Regions from separate parts of the Sus scrofa genome. Here region 1 is linked to region 2. A link is a contact called in public Hi-C data. All regions are on one chromosome and are shown on one strand. Each heading gives the region's core, a stretch centred on a gene start, on an enhancer-like site or on the middle of the called end of the contact. The rest is flanking DNA. Distances are from core to core; before and after follow the strand shown. Region 1 holds the start of LZTR1 (leucine-zipper-like transcriptional regulator 1). Region 2 holds the start of CRKL (crk-like protein).

Region 1 (2,700 bases), core at 110-2,609, 47 kb before region 2:
AAAGAGAGAGGGAGGTGGTGGTGAGGCCAGGACCCTCCTGAGGGGTCACCCAAAGAATGAGACTCGGCACTGGGGCTGCCAAAGAATTCAGATGACACCTCTCAACTGCCAAGATCGATGGAGACCCCAATATTCCAGCAGTATTCTAAAGGACTCTGCATGTGGGGACTCCTGACACTCCCAACCCACTGCAGAGCACCTGGAACCCCATCTGGAGACCCACAGACACAATGTAACTCTAATACTCTGCCCTGGGCCACCCCACTCGGAGACTCCCTCGGGAGCCCCTCCCTTGCCCTGGACACGGACCTGGACCCACCTCACCCAACACACACCAGGTCTCGCCCCAGGAAACCACAGCCCAGCCTGGCCCAGGGGCCTGCCTGGGACCTCCTCAGACACCCCCCAGGACCCCCGCGCCCCGCCTACCGGGCCCCCACGAACTCGTCGCAGGGCGGGAGGCGCCGCCAACGATGCACTGTCTCAAAGGGCCCGAAGTTGAGCGTCAGGTACTCGACACTGTCCGAGCAGCTGTGGTCAAAGTCCACACTCGGGGCCACTTTGGACCGAGCTCCACCGGCCAGGGCCCCGGCCCCGATCGGGGCCCCCGAGCCACCGGGCCCAGCCATGCCGGGTCCACGCCCGATGGGCCACCGGGTCCGCTGGACGTGAGGCCACCGCCCCGGGCTGCTTCGAGAGACTACATTTCCCGGCGAGCCTTGGGCCGACGTCGCCGCACTGCCGGCCGCCCGCTTTTCCGGGAGAGCCTCACCGACCCAGTGGCTTGGCAGGCCGGATTGTGCGGCGAGCGCATAGACTTCCGGGAAGAGCTTCCCGCGGAGGTCGGGCGTGCGGTTCCCCCTCCAGCGAGCGCGGCGCCCTGGCCACAACCCCTCCCGGCCCGCACTTCCCCGGCGCGGCTCCCAGCATGCCCTGTGCGCATGGCTCGGTTTCGATCGTCCGCCGCGCCCGGGATCCCGGACGGAGGGTTCCGGGCTCGCAGTGGCCTCCGCGGGCCGCCCCACCATCCCCTTCTTGCTCTGTCCCTGGCCCGGCCCCCGCATCTCCCCATGGCGTTCTTTTTGGCTGGGAGACTGCGTGCACAGAGGCTCTGGATTCTCGGTCCTACTCTGGCAGAGCTTCAGCTGCTTCACCTACGAAATGGGCATTCAGGAAGCTCAGGCTGGGTCCGTCTCCGGACTCATTGCTCGAACCTTAATGGGCAAACACCCCCAACTGCTAAGCGCGAGTTCCCACTGTCCTCTGAAGAAGCATTCCCTGTCTCGGGCTTTATGCATGTGCTTTCCCTCTGCTTGGAGTGCCATTTCTTCAAAATCCAGATCCAAGACATGGGGCAGAATCAGTTGCTATCTCCTCTGGGCCAAAATTCCTTGGTGAAACACTGGGTGTTCTGTGGTCTCTGGTCATGCCTGTCTCCCCATCATCTGCTTTCTCCCTTGGGGGAGTTTGCCCAATTACAGTGGAAGTCACACAGATCTGCAAATGTGTGTGTTTTAATGTTAAGATACTGTCTAACATGTCACAGGGTCCTACAGGGAACCAGTCCCAGTAGAGGGATAGGAGGGCAGGCCTATCAATGCCACTGGATGCCTTGGGTGGTGAGCTTCTCCTGGAGGCCACTGGGGCCTCTCTGGAGGGGAACCAGGCAGCTGAAGCCAAACACTGGGAGGGCTCAGGTTCTGCCCTGGAGGATCCTGGGGAACTGGAGGTTGGCACTTGCCCCCCTGGCTTGGCCTCTGTCCCTGGGACCCCAGCATGCCTGCCCGAGTCCGCTGCATGCAAGTTCAGGATCCTTTCCCTGTGAGCCAGGACATGTCGCCGGTCCTGCAGGAATGAGGGAGGAGGAGTGAGAGCAGGAGGGAGCAGGCTCCCCACGGGGCACCGTGAGCAGCTGGACCTTGAAGACAGAAGAGGGCTGTGCAAGGCCCTGGCACCCAGCAGGGGTGTGTACTTGGGCAGGTGGGGAAGGCTCAGAGGGAAGAGGGGATGTACGTACTTGCTGTGCAGCAGAAACAGTCTTTGCGAAGGCAAGAGGGAAAGACAGAGAAGGCTGGGGAGACATCATGTCATTCACCATGTCCCCACTTGGTTCTCCATGTTTCCAGCCTGAGCCTCCTCCCCTGACCCCATCTCATGGCCTCCAGGGCTTCCTCAGTCCTGGGGGTTCTCTATAGGCGGGTGGAGTCCACAGGGTGACTCCCATTGGCACCATGCCCAGATGAGAGTAATGACTGGTGTCCAGTGGCTCACTGGACAGACCCTGAACAACCATCCCCCACCTCTGTGCAGGGTGCCCCAGAAGCAACACAAGCCACATCCTGCTGCCCTATAATTGAGTTCAGCCATGTTCAATGGGGTGTCCCGGCCCCAGTGACTGCCCAAGCAGTGAGTCTTGACCCATCCACACAGCACTGGCTTTGCCCTTGGACACGGCCTCTTTCCCTTCTATCCCCCAAGAGCACAAATAACCAGCCCACTCCCAAACCATAAGCCTTGCCCCACACCAGGCCATCGTTCTGGGAGCCTGAGACTGATTGAGACTGAGGTGGCCAAGTGGAGAGGGGGAGGACCCTCGAGGGCTGTGGAGGGAGCTTGAGCCAGCACCTCAGGGGACTTTTTCCCCTTTCCCCAAGATCCCCAGAGCCCACACTCACTCCACCTCCCGTTTCCGGATGCTGC
Region 2 (2,700 bases), core at 82-2,581:
AAAAAAAGTCCTCGTTGAAGCCAATGCACCCTCTTTCAAAATCTTTGTTAACTAACGTATTATAAAATAGGTGCCAGGCTTATTTCAAATTAACACCAGGATACAGTTCTGATATTTCAGTTAATATTTCAGTTAAAGATACTGTTTCTAAATGGTAAATCATTTTCATCTGTCGTGTGGTGTTCCAAAGGCTGCAGTCCAGGAGTTCCTCACCTGGAGTTCAGAGACAAGACCTTGAAAGGTGTGCAACTTGTGGGTGTGTGTGCGCGCGCGGGCGCGCGCTTGTGGGGGGGCCGGGTGGCGCCAAGCCTATCTTCAGTCTGTGTCCCAAAAAATGTTTCAGAAACAACAAAATCCTGCTTTACCATGAAACTTAGACGACGCAAAAAGCGCCCATTTTTAACGATGCACCCACAGTTCAATACATTTCAAATGCACCCCCTTATCCGCAGCGACCCAGACGCTGACACTACCTTCCGCTCGGAATGCCTTATGGAGAACAACGCGGTTCAGAAGGCGGGGATCTGGGCCCACCCACACCACGCCCCGCCCGCGTACCTGGGCGCTGGCTCGATGAGGGTGGTGGTGTCCAGGTAGTGGATCTTGTAGAACTCCAGCAGGGCCGGCAGGTGGTCGAACTCCTGGTCCCCGATCTTGAAGCGGCGGTTGGGCAGCGAGTTGATGATGTAGTGGGACACCCGCGAGTTCTCGGATACCGACAGCACGTAGTCGCCGGGGCAGGTGGACGAATCGCGGACCAGAAACATTCCGTGGCGCTGGCCCTGGAGCCGGGTCTGCGCCTCCTGGCGAGACACGGGCCCCATATACCAGGCCGAGCGGTCTGAGGAGTCGAACCTGGCGGAGGACATGGTGCGGCGGACGGGCGGCTGTTCTGCCTGCGCTGGACGTTCCGCCCGAGTCGGCGGCGGCCGGGCCTCTGGCTCCCCGCTCCTACGGGGCCGAGCGCGGGCCTTCCTCCCGGCCGCGGGCCCGCAGCATCCTCCGCGCCGCCCGCCTGCCCCGCGGCCGCCTCACCAACGGAGCGGCTTGGAGGCGCGGGCCCAGCCCGGGTCGCGGCGGCGAAGCCGAAGGCAGAGGAGGCCTCCTGGGGAGCCTCCGGTCACTCCTGACCCGGCGCGCACCGGCCTCCGCCCCCGAAGCTCCGCACCTAACCCGCGGCTACGCCAAGTACAGGACCCTCAGGAGCGCAGCGCCGCGCCGCCAGGGCCACTTCACCCAGCCCGCTCCCAAGAGCCACAGCAACAAAATGGCGGACGCGGGAGAAGCGGCCGGCCACCTCCCCCTCCGATCTGCGCTCCCGGTCTGCGCACGCGCAGGGCCAACCCCCGGCGGTCGCCGGGGCCCTCCCCGTGACGTCAGGCGGAGCGGCCAATCGGGAGCGCAGGCATACGGGCGGGGCGCGCGGCGCCCGTGCGCGTTCCCGCGCGCCGGGCACTCTTCTTGGACAGCCTGGGGAGCTGCCGGGAAGCGGCTGGGGCGGCGCACGAGCGGCGTCTCTGAGACCCGCTCTGGGAACAAAGCGAAGCGGGCGGGCTTCTGCTGAGTGGAGGGGTCGCGGAGCCGCCGCCCCTCGGGCTGCTGCCACATGCCCTGGATGGGGTTCGGTCCACCGCCTTCCCCGCGGGGCTAGCGCAGCGCCGACCTCGCGGGTGGAATGAATGGCTGCGGGGAGCATTCCCCGGGCTGGAAGGAGGGGAAGGCGTGTCCGAACCTGTACCTAGAGCCCTGTGCTCCGGCCCACGGGGCCGTTCGCGCCGGGGTGAACCCATCCCACGCCGTAGGGGCTGGGTGGTGTCCGCTCCCGGGTGAACTCGGGCAGCGCCTTGGTCCGCTGCCTTCGTGACTCAGCAGGTTTTCAGGTCCCGGTGCTCTCCTGTGTGCTCGGCTTGGACTGAATCGCTCCATGTCAAACATTTATAAATATATATGGAAATATATATATTTCCATTTCTAGTATATTTATTTTCTTCCAGTTTTATTGAGCTATAATCGGCACACAGCACGTACAAGTTTAAGATGCAAAGAATAATGTTTTGATTTACATACTGAAATGATTGTCACAGTAAGTTTATTGAACGTACATATAGGTGCAGAATTAAAGAAATAGAAAAAAAATTAATGGAGTTCCTGCAGTTGCGCAGTGGGTTAAAGAATCCTACTGCAGCGGCTTGGATCTCTGCAGTGGTGCGGGTTCCAGCCCCAGCTGGGGCAATGAGTTAAAGGATCCAGCCACAACTGTGGCTGGGATTCAATCCCTTGCCTGGAAATTTACATACAACACTGTATTAGTTCCTGGTACACAACATAGTTATTTATCGTTTCTCTGATTTCAGAATGATCACTGTCGGTACCATCATGCCATATTTATTATTATTATTATTGTTATTGCTTTTTAGGGCTGCATATGGAGGTTCCCAGGCTAGGAGTTGAATAGGAGCTACAGTTGCCAGCCTATGCTACAGCCATAGCAATGCAGGATTCGAGCCATGTCTGCTACCTACACCACAGCTCTCTGCAATGCCAGAGACCAGGGATCAAACCCACAACCTCACTGGTTACTAGTTGGATTCGTTTCCACTGTGCCACAACAAGAACTCCAAGCCTCATATATTGTTAAACGAGCTAATAACACATTAAAGTGCTTGGAGTAGTCCCCTGCACATATTAAGCAGAAAGCAG

The links. Hi-C and Micro-C count contacts between places; a contact is called where the count stands out from the background.
Region 1: a contact with region 2 is called in a Hi-C map of liver, with 4 times the contacts expected there. The contact joins the promoter of LZTR1 here to the promoter of CRKL in region 2. A contact is called at or near these places in 4 of 47 Hi-C or Micro-C datasets (heart right ventricle, liver and skeletal muscle) and 2 of 2 datasets of contacts at active chromatin or transcription factors (alveolar macrophages and skeletal muscle).

The regions. Positions count from the first base shown.
Region 1 is chr14:50,575,072-50,577,771 of Sscrofa11.1, reverse strand. LZTR1 (leucine-zipper-like transcriptional regulator 1) reads right to left here and starts at 1,359. Exons shown (of 21, transcript XM_003132997.4): 1 at 430-1,359. The coding sequence starts at 1,064. It overlaps AIFM3 (apoptosis-inducing factor 3), which reads right to left. Exons shown (of 20, transcript XM_021074038.1): 19 at 2,676-2,700; 20 at 1,499-1,845. The coding sequence ends at 1,806.
Region 2 is chr14:50,527,581-50,530,280 of Sscrofa11.1, reverse strand. It overlaps CRKL (crk-like protein), which reads right to left and starts at 1,331. Exons shown (of 3, transcript XM_003132994.4): 1 at 559-1,331. The coding sequence starts at 869.